Linked DNA regions of Mus musculus: all the other regions are linked to region 1. Evidence: chromatin contacts called from public promoter capture Hi-C data. All regions are on one chromosome and are shown on one strand. The core of a region is the stretch at or near the end of the contact, and the rest is flanking DNA. Distances in the headings are between cores, read along the strand shown. Region 1 holds the start of Sparc (secreted acidic cysteine rich glycoprotein). Region 2 holds the start of Sowaha (sosondowah ankyrin repeat domain family member A). Region 3 holds the start of Slc22a4 (solute carrier family 22 (organic cation transporter), member 4). Region 4 holds the start of Pdlim4 (PDZ and LIM domain 4).

The links. Promoter capture Hi-C pulls out the DNA fragments that hold promoters and counts their contacts. Capture Hi-C pulls out chosen DNA fragments and counts their contacts.
Region 2: a contact with region 1 is called in a promoter capture Hi-C map of liver, with 2.8 times the contacts expected there. The contact joins the promoter of Sowaha here to the promoter of Sparc in region 1. A contact is called at or near these places in 2 of 39 promoter capture datasets (both in liver).
Region 3: a contact with region 1 is called in a promoter capture Hi-C map of hippocampal neurons, with 2.9 times the contacts expected there. The contact joins the promoter of Slc22a4 here to the promoter of Sparc in region 1. A contact is called at or near these places in 2 of 39 promoter capture datasets (the C10 cell line and hippocampal neurons).
Region 4: a promoter capture Hi-C map of liver shows a contact between it and region 1, with 2.3 times the contacts expected there. The contact joins the promoter of Pdlim4 here to the promoter of Sparc in region 1. A contact is called at or near these places in 1 of 39 promoter capture datasets (pre-B cells) and 1 of 9 other capture datasets (liver).

What each region holds. Positions count from the first base shown.
Region 1 is chr11:55,418,506-55,421,595 of GRCm38.p6, forward strand. It overlaps Sparc (secreted acidic cysteine rich glycoprotein), which reads right to left and starts at 1,575. Exons shown (of 10, transcript NM_009242.5): 1 at 1,283-1,575.
Region 2 is chr11:53,478,757-53,481,846 of GRCm38.p6, forward strand. Sowaha (sosondowah ankyrin repeat domain family member A) reads right to left here and starts at 1,439. Exons shown (of 1, transcript NM_183173.2): 1 at 1-1,439. The coding sequence starts at 1,151.
Region 3 is chr11:54,026,572-54,029,661 of GRCm38.p6, forward strand. Slc22a4 (solute carrier family 22 (organic cation transporter), member 4) reads right to left here and starts at 1,533. Exons shown (of 10, transcript NM_019687.4): 1 at 1,013-1,533. The coding sequence starts at 1,405.
Region 4 is chr11:54,067,326-54,070,415 of GRCm38.p6, forward strand. Pdlim4 (PDZ and LIM domain 4) reads right to left here and starts at 1,692. Exons shown (of 7, transcript NM_019417.3): 1 at 1,515-1,692. The coding sequence starts at 1,607.

The DNA.
Region 1 (3,090 bases), core at 325-2,824:
GTCACACCATTCTGGGGGTCTGCATCTGTTTGGGAATATCTTAAACCTAAAAGCTGTGGACACCCATCATCTCTTAAACACAAACAGAAACACTCATGCACGCGCACTCACATACACACACTAATTCCAGAGACTCTTTGAAGTTGCTTATTCGTAGACCACTTTATAGGCTCAATTAAGTGACCCTGCTTGGGAAGTCTTAGGGGAATTCGGGTACCCCAAAAGCTATCCCTCTTCCTTAGGACAGGAAGGCTACACTCAGGGGAGATGGCTATGTGAGATCGCCCACAAATTGCCTAAAGCTTGTTACCTCATGTAGGGTCCGCATCTCACTCCACTCCCTACACTAGGAAGGTTCTAGAAACTTAAAAGAGTTGTCAGTGGAGACACTCCCTCCCTGCAGGTGTGCTGTCTGTCCCTGAGGCAGATGCCTGATACCTGTTTGTCCCCCTTAGGTGAGGCTTATTTCCAGCCATTCTAGGAGTCACAGGAAGTTTACAGAACAGCTTGGAGCAGACAAGCTTTCAACAGGCTGAGTCTTGGATAGATTCAGTAGTAGCAAGAAAAGTGTCCTGGAGCTATATCTCTCTGTCTCCCTCCTCCCCATCACACCCTCCTCCCTGTCGTCTCTGGATTGTATCAAATTGTTGGCTTTCTCAGATGTCTAGATACGGTAGAAGCAATGTTAATGCCAGTGATGACCACCTCTCAGAATTAGGCTGGGAACAATGGCAACCCCAGGCTGGGAGAGACAATGGCATTTCAGACTGACTGAAATGCCACGGGGTGATGGGGTGGGGGTGGACAGAGATTGAAGGGACCAGAGCCTTCCCAGAGGAACTGACTAAAGGGAATGTCTTGCCTTGGCTGTTTACAGATCTGTTTATCCTTCTTGCAAAGTCCCATTTGGACAACAGTGCTCTGACCCAGAACTGGATGTCTGTTCTCCCAGAATAGGAAGCCAGACCCAACAGGCTGCCAGCCAGATTTTCTCTGGGTTGGCAGTCATGATGGGCAAATGAGGATCGGATTCTCAGAAAAGGAGGCAGCTGCCTCCGAGGGTGACAGAGGACAGACCAGTAGCCTCTGCCACCAGAGAACACAGAGAAAGCGGTCCCCGCAAACCATGGCTATTTTCTGCAGTGCTACAGAGACAACAAGTTCCCCTGTGAGTGAGCAACAGGTTTCCAGCTCACCTCCCCCTGAGACTGGTCATGGGGATGGGGCAGAGAGGAGATGATGAAGCTTACAGAAGGGCAGGGGCTGACAGGGAGGTGCATACCTCGGCACAGGCAGGCAGGCAGGCAGGCAGGCAGGCAGGCGGCAGAAGAGTTCTGGCGGTCTGAAGGGCTGCAGGAATGTGGAGGGGTTTAGAGGCGAGCAGCAGGAAGCCTCTTGGAGCTCTGGGCAGGGTCTGTCTCACCCTCCGCCTCCACTCAAAGGCCCTCCTCCTCCTCTGTCTCCTCCTTCCCCTGGCCTGCCTCCCCCTTCTCCCCAGAACCAAAGCTGTCTTTTCTTTCTCCCTTCCTTGCCTTGTGGTAGGCTGTGTGCTACCCAGACACCCTGGCCCCACCTGTCTCATCTGTTCTGGGGCTCCTGCCTAAACAGACATGAGGGTCAGGGCTGGAACAGCTGCTGGAATCACCTAGAACAGGCCAGGCCTTGTTCAGAGCCGAGGCTGCTGACTGAAGAGTCCTAGACATTAACCGAGAGAAGAGAGAGAGAGAGAGAGTCACAGAGGCACGGCTAAGCCCCTTGTCCTACTTTACACACAGCCAGCGAGTGAACTTGCCTGAGCACTCTCTTGGGCTTAGCAATGTACAGCAAGGCAGAGAGTGCACGCTGGCATGGCAGTGGGGGAGCAAAAGTACCCAGTTTTCTCAGTGCCAACAAAACAAGCTGCCACTGGTGATACTGGTGGCATCATCCTTGATAACGAGGCGAAGTCCCCTCTAGGTCTAGTGGCACCAACCACGGGTACGTGAAGGATTAGAACTAAGCTGGAAGACTTGCGCTGTCAGTACCTGACAAACTCAGAGCAATAATACTGATAGTCAGATCAGAAGCAATAGCAGGGTTGGTGGGGAAGCCACAGGCCTTTCATTTAGGTGTTGTTTGGTTTTGGAAGAGGTCGCACGTAGCCTGGGCTGACCACTCACTATGTAGCTGAGGATGACCTTGAACTATTGATCTTCCTACTTCTATCTACTTCCAGGGTGCTAGGATTACATGTGTGTGCTACCTACCATGACTATTTTATTTAGTGCTGAGGATTGACCTCGGGGCCGGGGGGGGGGCAGGGGGGGGTGTTAATGATTGTTAAGCAAGCATGCTACCAATGAAGCTGCATTTGCAGCCCAGACAGACACACCAGAAGAGGACATCGGACCCCATTACAGATGGTTGTGTGCCACCATGTGGTCGCTGGGAATTGAACTCAGGACCTCTGGAAGAGCAGTCAGTGCTCTTACCCGCTGAGCCATCTCTCCGGTCCCAAGAGGCCATTTTAATAACAGGGGCACAGGCTCACGCAGGGCAAACAGCTTACCCAGTAACACCTGACCAAAAGTGGTCTGAGAACGCTGAGTCTACATTTCAGCCCCACTCTTCTTTGGGGAACATGGACACTCCTCATCTATGCAGCAGCTCTTGACTGAACATTTTGGGCCTGCCTACCTGGGGAGGTACCAGAATAGACGTGGTGGCAGGAGTTTGGGGTGTGGCTAAAGGGATGCACCTCATGTGCAGAACCACTTCCTCAGTGATGCAGACCCCAAGGCTTCTCCCAGGGGGTCAGATCAGCAGAAACTTCCTGAAAGCGTAGATATCGAAGCAGCCATTGAGTTTGGATAACAGGGGACTGGAGAAGGTAAAAGAACAGTCTAGAGATAAGCTTATACACACCAGGATCCCTGCCTTCCCTGCCACGCCCTCATCTACCACACTCCTCCTGCTCTCCAGCCAAAGCAGTTTGGACTGGACCTTTCCTGAGCCTGGACCTTTCTCATCCTTCAGAACTCTATTCTAATGTCACCTCCTTAGATAAGCCCTCCTTGTCCACTCAACATATAAGTCTCCTTGCCTCTCTCA
Region 2 (3,090 bases), core at 189-2,688, 1.9 Mb before region 1:
CCACCGTGAGAGCGCGCGTTCACGTCCACGGGCGCGCCTCCACGCCGCGCCACCTCCACCAGCTGTAAAGCCATCTCCCGGTCGCCGTTCTTGGCCGCCCAGTGTAGCGCGGTGAAGCCGGACATGAAGTCGCGCTTGGCAGCCAGGCCGCGGTCCCGCAAGAGCAACCCGTGCAGCTGGTGACTCCAACGACCGCTGGCCGTGCGCACCAGCCACTCGTGCTCCGTGGGCTCCAGGGGCACCGCGGGTGACGGTAGCGGCGCGACGGGCATCTCCTCCGTGTCCGGACTCAGCAGGCGCGGACCGGCGCGGGACAGGCGCCTGAGATGCGGGGAACGGCCGGGTCCCAGGTGGAGTCCCAGACCCGACTCCTCTACCGAAAGCCTCCGCAGGAGCATCGGGGAGCCCCGTGGGCTCGGCTCCTCCGAGCGCTGCCGGCGCAGGCCCTGCTCCTCCGCGCGGATCCGCAGCGCCGCGGGGCCAGGAACGACGCAGCGCACCGGCAGCATGCAAGGCTTCTGCGGTGGCACTTGCGCCGTGGGAGGTGCAGGCTCCGGGCCTGGCGACTCTGTGCTCGTCAGGGCCAGCCCCGACGGCACGCTGGCGGGTCGGGCTAGCTCCGAGGACCGAGGTAGCGCCGGATCCTCCGGCCCCCCGGGCTGTGGCGCTGAGCCTGATGGCGCCTCAACCTGGGTGACCTCTGAGGGTAGGGTCTCAGGGGTGTGCTGTAGCTCGGATGGTGCGGACGAGTCCTCCGGCGGTTCTCCTGATCGCTGTGGGGAGTGGGGAGCCCCGGGGGCACAGTTGTCCTCCGCTGGGACAGCAGCGCACTGGGCCAGCGCGGCTGGCACTCCAGGGCTGGAGGGGAGTGGGGCCTCGGGTCCTTCCGGCGGCCGGGGCTTCTTTCTCAGCACCACGAACTTGACCCCATCCAGCTCCTTCACCACGGCCACGTTGTTGACGAACTGCTTGAAGCGGTCCCTACGGGCCGCGCGGCCCCGTGGGTCCCCAGCGTCCAGCAGCGGCTTGAAGCGGCTCAGCAGCTCGGAGTTGCGCACCTGCCCGCCGTGCTCCCGCAGGAAGCCCAACACCGCCGCCTGGCTCACCCCTGCGGCAGCAGCGGCGGCAGCGGCGGCGGCTGCCAGCGCCATTCTCGGTGTCTGCGACTCCGGGGTCGCCCCAGCCGCCCAGCCGGGCTCACCTGGGACTCTGATTTCCGAAACTGGACTGCAGTCACGCCCTCGCCGCCGTGCTGAGAAGTCTCCGGGCGAAGGGCACCTGGGACTCCTATCCTCCGCCTGCGCCAGGCCTGGCCCCCAGACTGGGGGGTAGGTTGCTGCTGAGAGGTCCTGTCCAATGGGCGCCAGGCTCCATGCCCCTGTGCGGCGCTCGGCTTACAGGTGACAGCTGCCACTGGAGGTGCGGAGGGAATGGGAAAGCGGAACCTCTCTGCACTGCCCCCACCAATTAAAGGCGGAATTAAAGGCGCAGCGTTGCTCTTCAGCTCCACTCCCGGTTGCTAGGTGGGTGTGTTCCCTGGGGATGTTGCAGCGTATGGGCGAGGCGTGGGTATTTATTACCTTCAGCACTATTTACCACAAAATAAAAGCAATATTTTACATATATATGTCCTTGCACTGCATATATTGCATCAATACCTCTCCAATGTCTGATGCTTTTTATATAGGGGGAAAAAAACCAACCAGATTTACAAAATTCATAGCAAGAACAGTTCCCTGTGTGGTATTGAGTGCAGGGTACTGGAGGCTCACAAGAGGTTTAGGAAGCAGTTTTCTCATGATAGATAATACTTTTTGAAATGTGGAGCTTTGCGATCTACATATTTTATTATTCGTTGACTTTCTGTCTCTCTGTCTCTCTCTGTCTATCTGTTTCTCTCTCTCTCTCTCTCTCTCTCTCTCTCTCTCTCTCTCTCTCTCTGTGTGTGTGTGTGTGTGTGTTTTGTAGGTCAGAAAGAAGATAACTTGAGACATTGGTTCGGCTTTCCATCATTACATGGGCTCTGGAGTGCAAATTCACATCATCTGGTTTGGTGGCAGGCACCTTTACTCACTGAGCCATTCCAAAAATACCCCCTTTATTTTTGTCTCTATATGAAGTTCAAGTTGGTCTGGAACTTGTGCTGTCACCGCCTCAGTCCTGAGTGCTAGGATTATAGGTGTGTGCCACCATGCTTGCCCAAAATAACCCATTTCATATAGGATTTCAGGAATAAACCCACAGGAAAAAACAAAGAAGGAAAAAATATCAGCAGCAGAAATGACCATTAACATTTTGACATACTTTCTTCTACTATGAATTCATGTGTCTTTTATACTTTAAAAATTAAAAAAAAAAAGCAAAATAGAAACCATATTGAAGTGTTAAGTATGGAACCCAGGGCTTTACAAATGCCAGGATACAGCACCACACCTCCAGCCCATGCTGTTTCTAAAACTTCAGTTATTTCACAAATATTTATTGAGAACATAGCCAGGCCCTTTCAGGCTGTGATACATGTTAGCAGAGATAAACGCTTTGACCTAGCAGAGTTCATTTATCAGGAGGAAACAGAAGTCAGAAAGCTCTGTAATGTGCTATGTGAGCTATAGCATACCCTAGAAATACTATAGAGAACACTATAGTATAGAAATACTATAGAGAACACTATAGTATAGAAATACTATAGAGCATGGAGAAGCTCACCAGGGACAGGGTGGGGGTTTCAGCTGGGCAGTGGTACAGGACAGCATCCATTGTGAAGGTGAACCGAGGGTGTGGGGTAGGGAGTTATGCAGATGAGAAAGAACTTCTTCAGTGAGGGTGGAGGCGGGGTTGCTTGCTTCATTTTTGTTGTTTGTTGTTTCCAACTTTTATTTATGTGTGGTATGTGGTGGGCACAGGCAGACGTGCAATGGTGCAGGGATGGGGGTTAGAGACATCATCCAGGAGTTCTCCCCTTCACCATGTGGACTCAGAGAGGATTTAACACAGCTCAGACACCTTGGGGGGGGGGTGTTCTTTCTGAGCAAGTCTCTCATATGACCCATGATGACCTCAAACTCCTGCAGATGCTGTCCTTAAACTTCT
Region 3 (3,090 bases), core at 283-2,782, 1.4 Mb before region 1:
TAAGTAGGGCTGACATCAGCTCTCCTAACAACACAGCTGGCATGCCCACAGGCATCAGAGCTCTGCAGGTGGGACCCACACCCTAGCTGTCTACACCCTGGGGCCAGACACATTTTCTGTTGACTGCTCTGTAGTGCTGAGGGAAAGAGATAAGAAATTGAGGCTGTTGTTCCCAGAGATCTCATTGGGAGGAACCTAGTTGGTTTTTTGTTTAACCAGCCTAGGGAAAAAAAAAGACAGACCAGAAGCAGCAATGGTGGGAAGGCAGATTTTCTACCAGCTTGACCAACAGCAGGTAATCAGTTCTGGGTGATGCTCTTGCCAGAAACAGTGCTTGTCTTATCTGTTATGACCTGGTCCTCAGCAAATACGCAGCAGGAAACTAAGAGGGAGTAGTAGGTCCACATTCAGACTCTGGTGACTTGGGGAACCTATTCCCTGATCACTTAGAGGTAAGGCAGTGGGCTCAGCTGGAGCCTTGATCACCAGCTTACACTTCCCTCAGAAGTACGGGTCTTTCCTTGAGTGTCCAAAGGCCAGGTTCTAGTTTTGACTCCTTACATCCAACCAGTGTCAAGGAAGGGGCTGCTGCCTCTTTTTCGAGAAAGTGGGGGCCTCGACATAGAGGCCCTTCTGTCTCAAGACCCTTCCTTGTGTCCATCAACAGACCACTGTAGCCATTCTCTGTAGCAAGGAAATAGCTATGACTATAAATCAAGACAGTCTGGTTTGGCCTGCCCAGGGAAGCACCAGGGCTCTTGGGAAACTCTGTTGTGAAACTCAGAAAGGAAAAGGCAGTTGATGACAACACTCTCTTTTTTTCATCCCCTCCATGCCACACAGAAATTCATCAGCTCTGAGTGTGCGCTGAGAATACACTCACAACCCCACTCTGTGCCTGGAAGTTTTGAGACAGTAGGTGACACTGACCCAGGCACTGTCAGGGGCTGTTGGGGGCACGGATGCAACGGAGTCTCCATTCCCAATGTCCAGCTCCAGCACTACCACCTACCTCTGTCACGATGGTGGACAGGAAGATGTCCTTGTCGTACTCCCAGCCATCCAGGCAGCTCTCCTGCTCCAGCTGCTCCAGATCCACGTCCTGTCCTGGCTCCAGCCCCATCGCAGAGAAGTTGGCGATGGTGGCCAGTCGGTAGCGGCGGCAGCTCTGAGGCACCTGTCGTCCGTCCTTCGTCTCCAAGGGGATGCTGTGGTTGCGCCAGGAGCTGCTCAGGTTCACAGTGTCAGGAACCAGGCAACGGTGCTCGGGGGTCCCCGCCAGGAACACGACTGACATACCATTGAAGCCATTGGGGATGATGCTGGCGCTGAGCAGAAAGAAGATGAGGCGCTGGAAGGGCCCCCACTCGCCCAGGAAGGCGATCACCTCGTCGTAGTCCCGCATGTTTCCACCTCTCCTCCTCAGCTTGCGTGAGGGAGGTGGGTGGAGAGAAAGGATTCAGCGATTGCGGCGCGCTGAGGGGATCTTCCTAGGTGGCTGCGTGCAAACACGCCGTGGGTGCTGCAAAACTCCCAGGGGTTGGCGCGGAGCGCCGGGAAGCCGAGTCCTCTGGACCACACCCCCGTGCGGCTAGGCAGCGAAAGGCCACTGCACTCCACCGATCTGGGCGGAGCTCTCGGGCCGGCTCAGCCTCCTGCTCCGTTCCTTGCACCCAGCGGCCTTCCACGCAGGCCTCCCGCCCGGAATCGGCCGGACAACGCGCGTGCAGCTAGGAGCTCCGGCTTTCTCGGCCCCACGTGGGAGGGAGAGCGACAGGGAGGAGCGTCCCGAAAGCCAGGCCTAGCCCGGAGCAGGAGTTCGTTGCTCCACAATCCCAGCCTGGATTATGAGCAGGCGGACCGGTCAGTTAATCAAGTCTGCGCTCCCAAGAGACCTGTGTGGGGGACAGGAGCGCCACCTCTTCACACACACCAGCGTGGGAACTCACTTATGAACCTTAGCATGGCCGTAGTCCATCACGGGACGGCGGCGGCCCGAGAAGCGTCCTTGGAAAAGCAGGATCCTCACCTTGCAAAGAGGCGACTGTGGACCTGGAGCCAGAAAAGGATGTGCGAGGTCATGCTGAGTCAGAGGCGCGCCCTGGATTAGAAGGGCTGGATCACGGGCCCCTGAGTCGTTCTAGTGTCCTTTCGAAAGATTCCCTGTGGCCTTTATAGAGACACCAGAGGGAAGTCGGCCCACTGAGGGAGCATAGAGGAGTCACCACGCCTGGGCTCGGTGTTTGTCCTTTTGCACTCTCGGGGCACCCGGAGTCCTTTATTGCGGCACGGTGCCAAAGCCTTCTTGGACTGAAAGGCTATTTGCAGAAAGGCCCATTCTAGTCTAGGAACAGAGGGAGGAAGGGACAGAGAGAGGACAAACTGGTGAGATTTGGCCCTCAGAACTGGCAGGGTAACCAAAAGCGGGATTGCCTTTTTTCTCTCTCTGCTCAGTATTCACATCTAAGGTCCTGGGCACAGTGTACAAGCTAGCCCAAGCTAGAGCTGGGCTCCCCTAGCCTGGGATCCACAGGCCTGGAGAGACTGTAAGGCTGAGTAGCCCAACACTTTGCACAAACCGGGTTGTCTCATCAGACTCTGGCAAGGAACTGAAGGAGACTTCTGCTTTTTTCTTTGTTTTTGTTAGTTTCCCCCATGAGTCCTACTGTTAGGCTGACTTCCCACCAGTAACTTACATTTCTTTTCCTGTCATTTAAGCCGCATCTCCTAGTATGCCAGGACACTAGCTTTTTACTTTTGTTCGTTTGAGACAGGGTCTTCGGATGTAGCCCTGGCTGTCCTGGAACTTGCTATGTAGACCTGGCTGGTCTTGACTCACAGAGCTAGCTCTGCCTGTCTCTGCCTCCCAAGTGCTGGGATTAAAGCTGTGCACTTCTGTGCCTGGATCCGTGCTTATTAATCCAGTGAGAGTACTCGCAGGGTTTCTTTACTTCTGAAATGCTTGAGTGGTGGTGTGTTGTGGTCGGAATCTCACTTAGGTTCTGTTCTTCCACTTCAAATTACTAACAAACATAAACAGAGTCAAGAACTAGCTGTTTATTTTTTGAAGAATGATTCCCAAAGAACAAG
Region 4 (3,090 bases), core at 442-2,941, 1.4 Mb before region 1:
CCGTATGTCTGAGCTCCTGCCACATGACTCTGGAGGAAAAAGGGGATTCCTCTCTCCCAAATGGTCCATCAGGGGCCTGCATCTCCTCCCACCAAGTCCCCATCAGTGCCAAACAAGGCCTGGGCAGCCTCTGCTGACGACTGAAGGCCTTTCCCTGTTGGACAGGCAGCCGCGTGGGCAACAGATGTCTTAGCTCTCAGCCGCCTCCAGCAGTCAGCCACGGCCACTGAGCCTGTCAGCGGCCTCACACCCAGGGTGCCTGGCCTGCCGGCTGGCCTAACACCCTCACCGTTCTTTCTTTGTAGATACACAGACCCACCAGGCAGACATAGATGCTCTGCCCCCCCCCCCCCACTTCCCACCCCCAGCGGGGATCTCTAGGGAGAACAAGGAGATGAAAGTCACAGGGATGTGCTGAAGGCATACCTCACTTGGCCCCAGGGACCTAGTGGTAAAGACAGATGTTGGAAGCCTCCTAGGACAGCTGGTCCTGCCTGTCACCCAGGCCCCCATATAGAGGATTCCACAATTCCACACCCACCCAGTGACTACCTCTTCCCAAGAACTGAAAAAGAAATCTCGAAAGCTTAGCCCAGCCTTCAGGGCCAGAAGAAGCAGCAAAGTGGTTCTCCAGTCCCCCGACACACTTCCCCAAAGACTCAAGCAGCCTCTGTGGGGTGAAGGGATGTCCACATCTGTCCCCTCCTTCTGGACCCAGAGCCACTAAGGGCAGAGCCTGGGTTCTCTTCTCTTTTGGCTCCAAGGCTGGGGAATCCCTGCCTCAGGCCGGAGCTCCTCCCTGCTCTATCTTCAGACCAACTCCCTCTCCAGGGCTGTGCCCCCTCCTCTTTGCCTCTGCCTTAGATCTAGGAGCAGGGTATGATCCTGGGACCCGTGGGGAACTGGGCTGAGGCTGTCCTGGTCCATGGCTTTGTGTTGGTTTGTAAGGAGGGGGAACCATGCCTCATTGTCTCCCCCTTGCCTGGAAGCTAACAGTCCCTCTTGGTCACTTCCCCCAGAGTGACTGAGGCCAGAGAGGAGAAACTGAAGTTCAGAGTGGGGAAGTGGGTGGACTTCCGAGGACAGCAAGACCCTCCTAAGGCCACCCGGACCTTTAACAGGGGAAGTGGGTTTTCAGTTACTTTGCCCCAAAACTTCAGGCAGGGTTGGATCTGAGGAGTTTCTGGGCCTCTGTAGAGCTGTCCAGACTCCTGGCCCATGTCTGAGGGTTCTTCCCTGGCCCACAGCAACTTCCCCTAAAGAAACTTAGCAGCGGGAAGTTGGTGTATGAACTCTTGGGGATTCTCACCACCAAACGGGGCAGGCAGGCTGTGCGGGAAGCGGGGTGGGACTGTGTTGCCCTGCTGGAACCCCCCTTCACATTATGTGGGTCACCAAGACCAACACTCTGCTTTCAAGCTTTCGACACGTCGAGGATCTGGGTCCTGGGTCTACTACAAGGACAAGGTCTAAGCCCCGGGACTACCCCGCTGCCCCGCGGGGGTCGGACTCACCCGCGAGATGGTGAGGGGAGCACTGAAGTCCCGGCCGCCCACCAGGCGGAAGCCCCAGGGTGAAGGGCCGCGCAGGGTCACCGAGTGGGTCATCGCGGGCCGGAGCTGCAGCCAGAGCTGGAGCCGGACACGGAGGAGTCGCCGCCGCTGTTGCCGCCGCCTGGCCGCCGCGCCCCGCCCCCGGGCTGCCCGCCCCCGATCCCCCCTCCGTTCGTGCCCGCGCCCCGCGCGCACACCGATTGGTCCCGCGGACTCCCGACCCTCCCACTTTGGGGGCTCCGAGGACCCGCCCCTCACTTTCCCAGGCTAAACCCCGCACCCCCCACCCGCTTATTGAAGCCCCCAGAATAGGGTCCGCTTGGATGTCTGAGTTCTGCCTGGCTGAGGAGCCGAGCAGGCTGTGGAAACTCAGACACTAGGCACCGGCCCTTTGAAGTCGCTTTTACGGGCCGGTGCTCTAGCCCGGGGAGGGATGCAGGACTGCGGTGGCTCTGATGGGGGATGGGGCCGTGCCTTGTTCCCAAACCACTTCCACGTTCTGGCGGGCCAACCTGCCTCCCCACCTTTCAGCGCATGGAACCCTCTGAACACCGGCACACTTAGAACCTTGGGCTTGAGAAGCCCTGGACTAGGGACACAGACCCAAGACAGCAGCAGGCCATGGATCTATTTGGTGGGCTACGGGGGGCGTGGGTGCAGTAGAAATAGAAAGGTGCCCAAACTAGTTTGCAAAGGCAAAGCTGATCTCCTAGAGGAGTTGACCTTTTTCTGGCATCTAGAAGCAAGGCGCATGTTTTTTTTTTCCAGGTACCCCACCCCCCACCCTCGGCTTCTTGGGCCTTGTCTTGTTTCCATCTCCCTTCAGGTCATCTTGTCTGCCAGGGGTGTTGTATCTCTTAGCTTTCTGGAAAGGAGAGCAGGCTGGAGCAGTGCCTGTCTCCCAGTGGAGGAGCAGAAGTATTTGGAGCTCGCCCCCACCCCACTCTCCAGGGCTCCTCTCTTCCCCAAGTCTTCACTTCCAACCACTGTGTGCCCGGATGTCCTTTAACAGCTTCTGGAGGTACAATGGTTTGGCCAGACTACTCTCTGGGTACCTCAGTCTGACCACATCAGCCATCAATTGCTTCTCCATACCCAGAGGAGGCAAGATCCTAGTTAGTCAATATTCTTGGCAACCCTGTGTTCTCTCTTACCCTGTTGTGACATGTGACACGTGAGTGACTCGGACTGTGTGTGTGTGATGCTGATGCTCACAGGGTAAGAGATGAGAGGGACCACTGAATCTCCTACATCTGGAAAAGAGAAGAACTGTCAGAGAGCTACAATGTAGGGGTGTCTGTCCTGATGTCTTCCTGGTGACAAAGAGTAGGACAACTTGAGAGGTACCAAGTAGGAGATCCCAGGCCGCTTGAGAGGTACCAAGTAGGAGGTCCCAGGCCGGGATGTCCTCCTGGTAGGGAGGGTGCTGCTATCCCCTCAGGTGGGAGAGGAGTGACATGGATTGAGTGTGTGACACGGATGCATGCTTGAGTGTGTGGAGAGTGAGAGGGACACACAGATGTTGGGCTCGCAATAC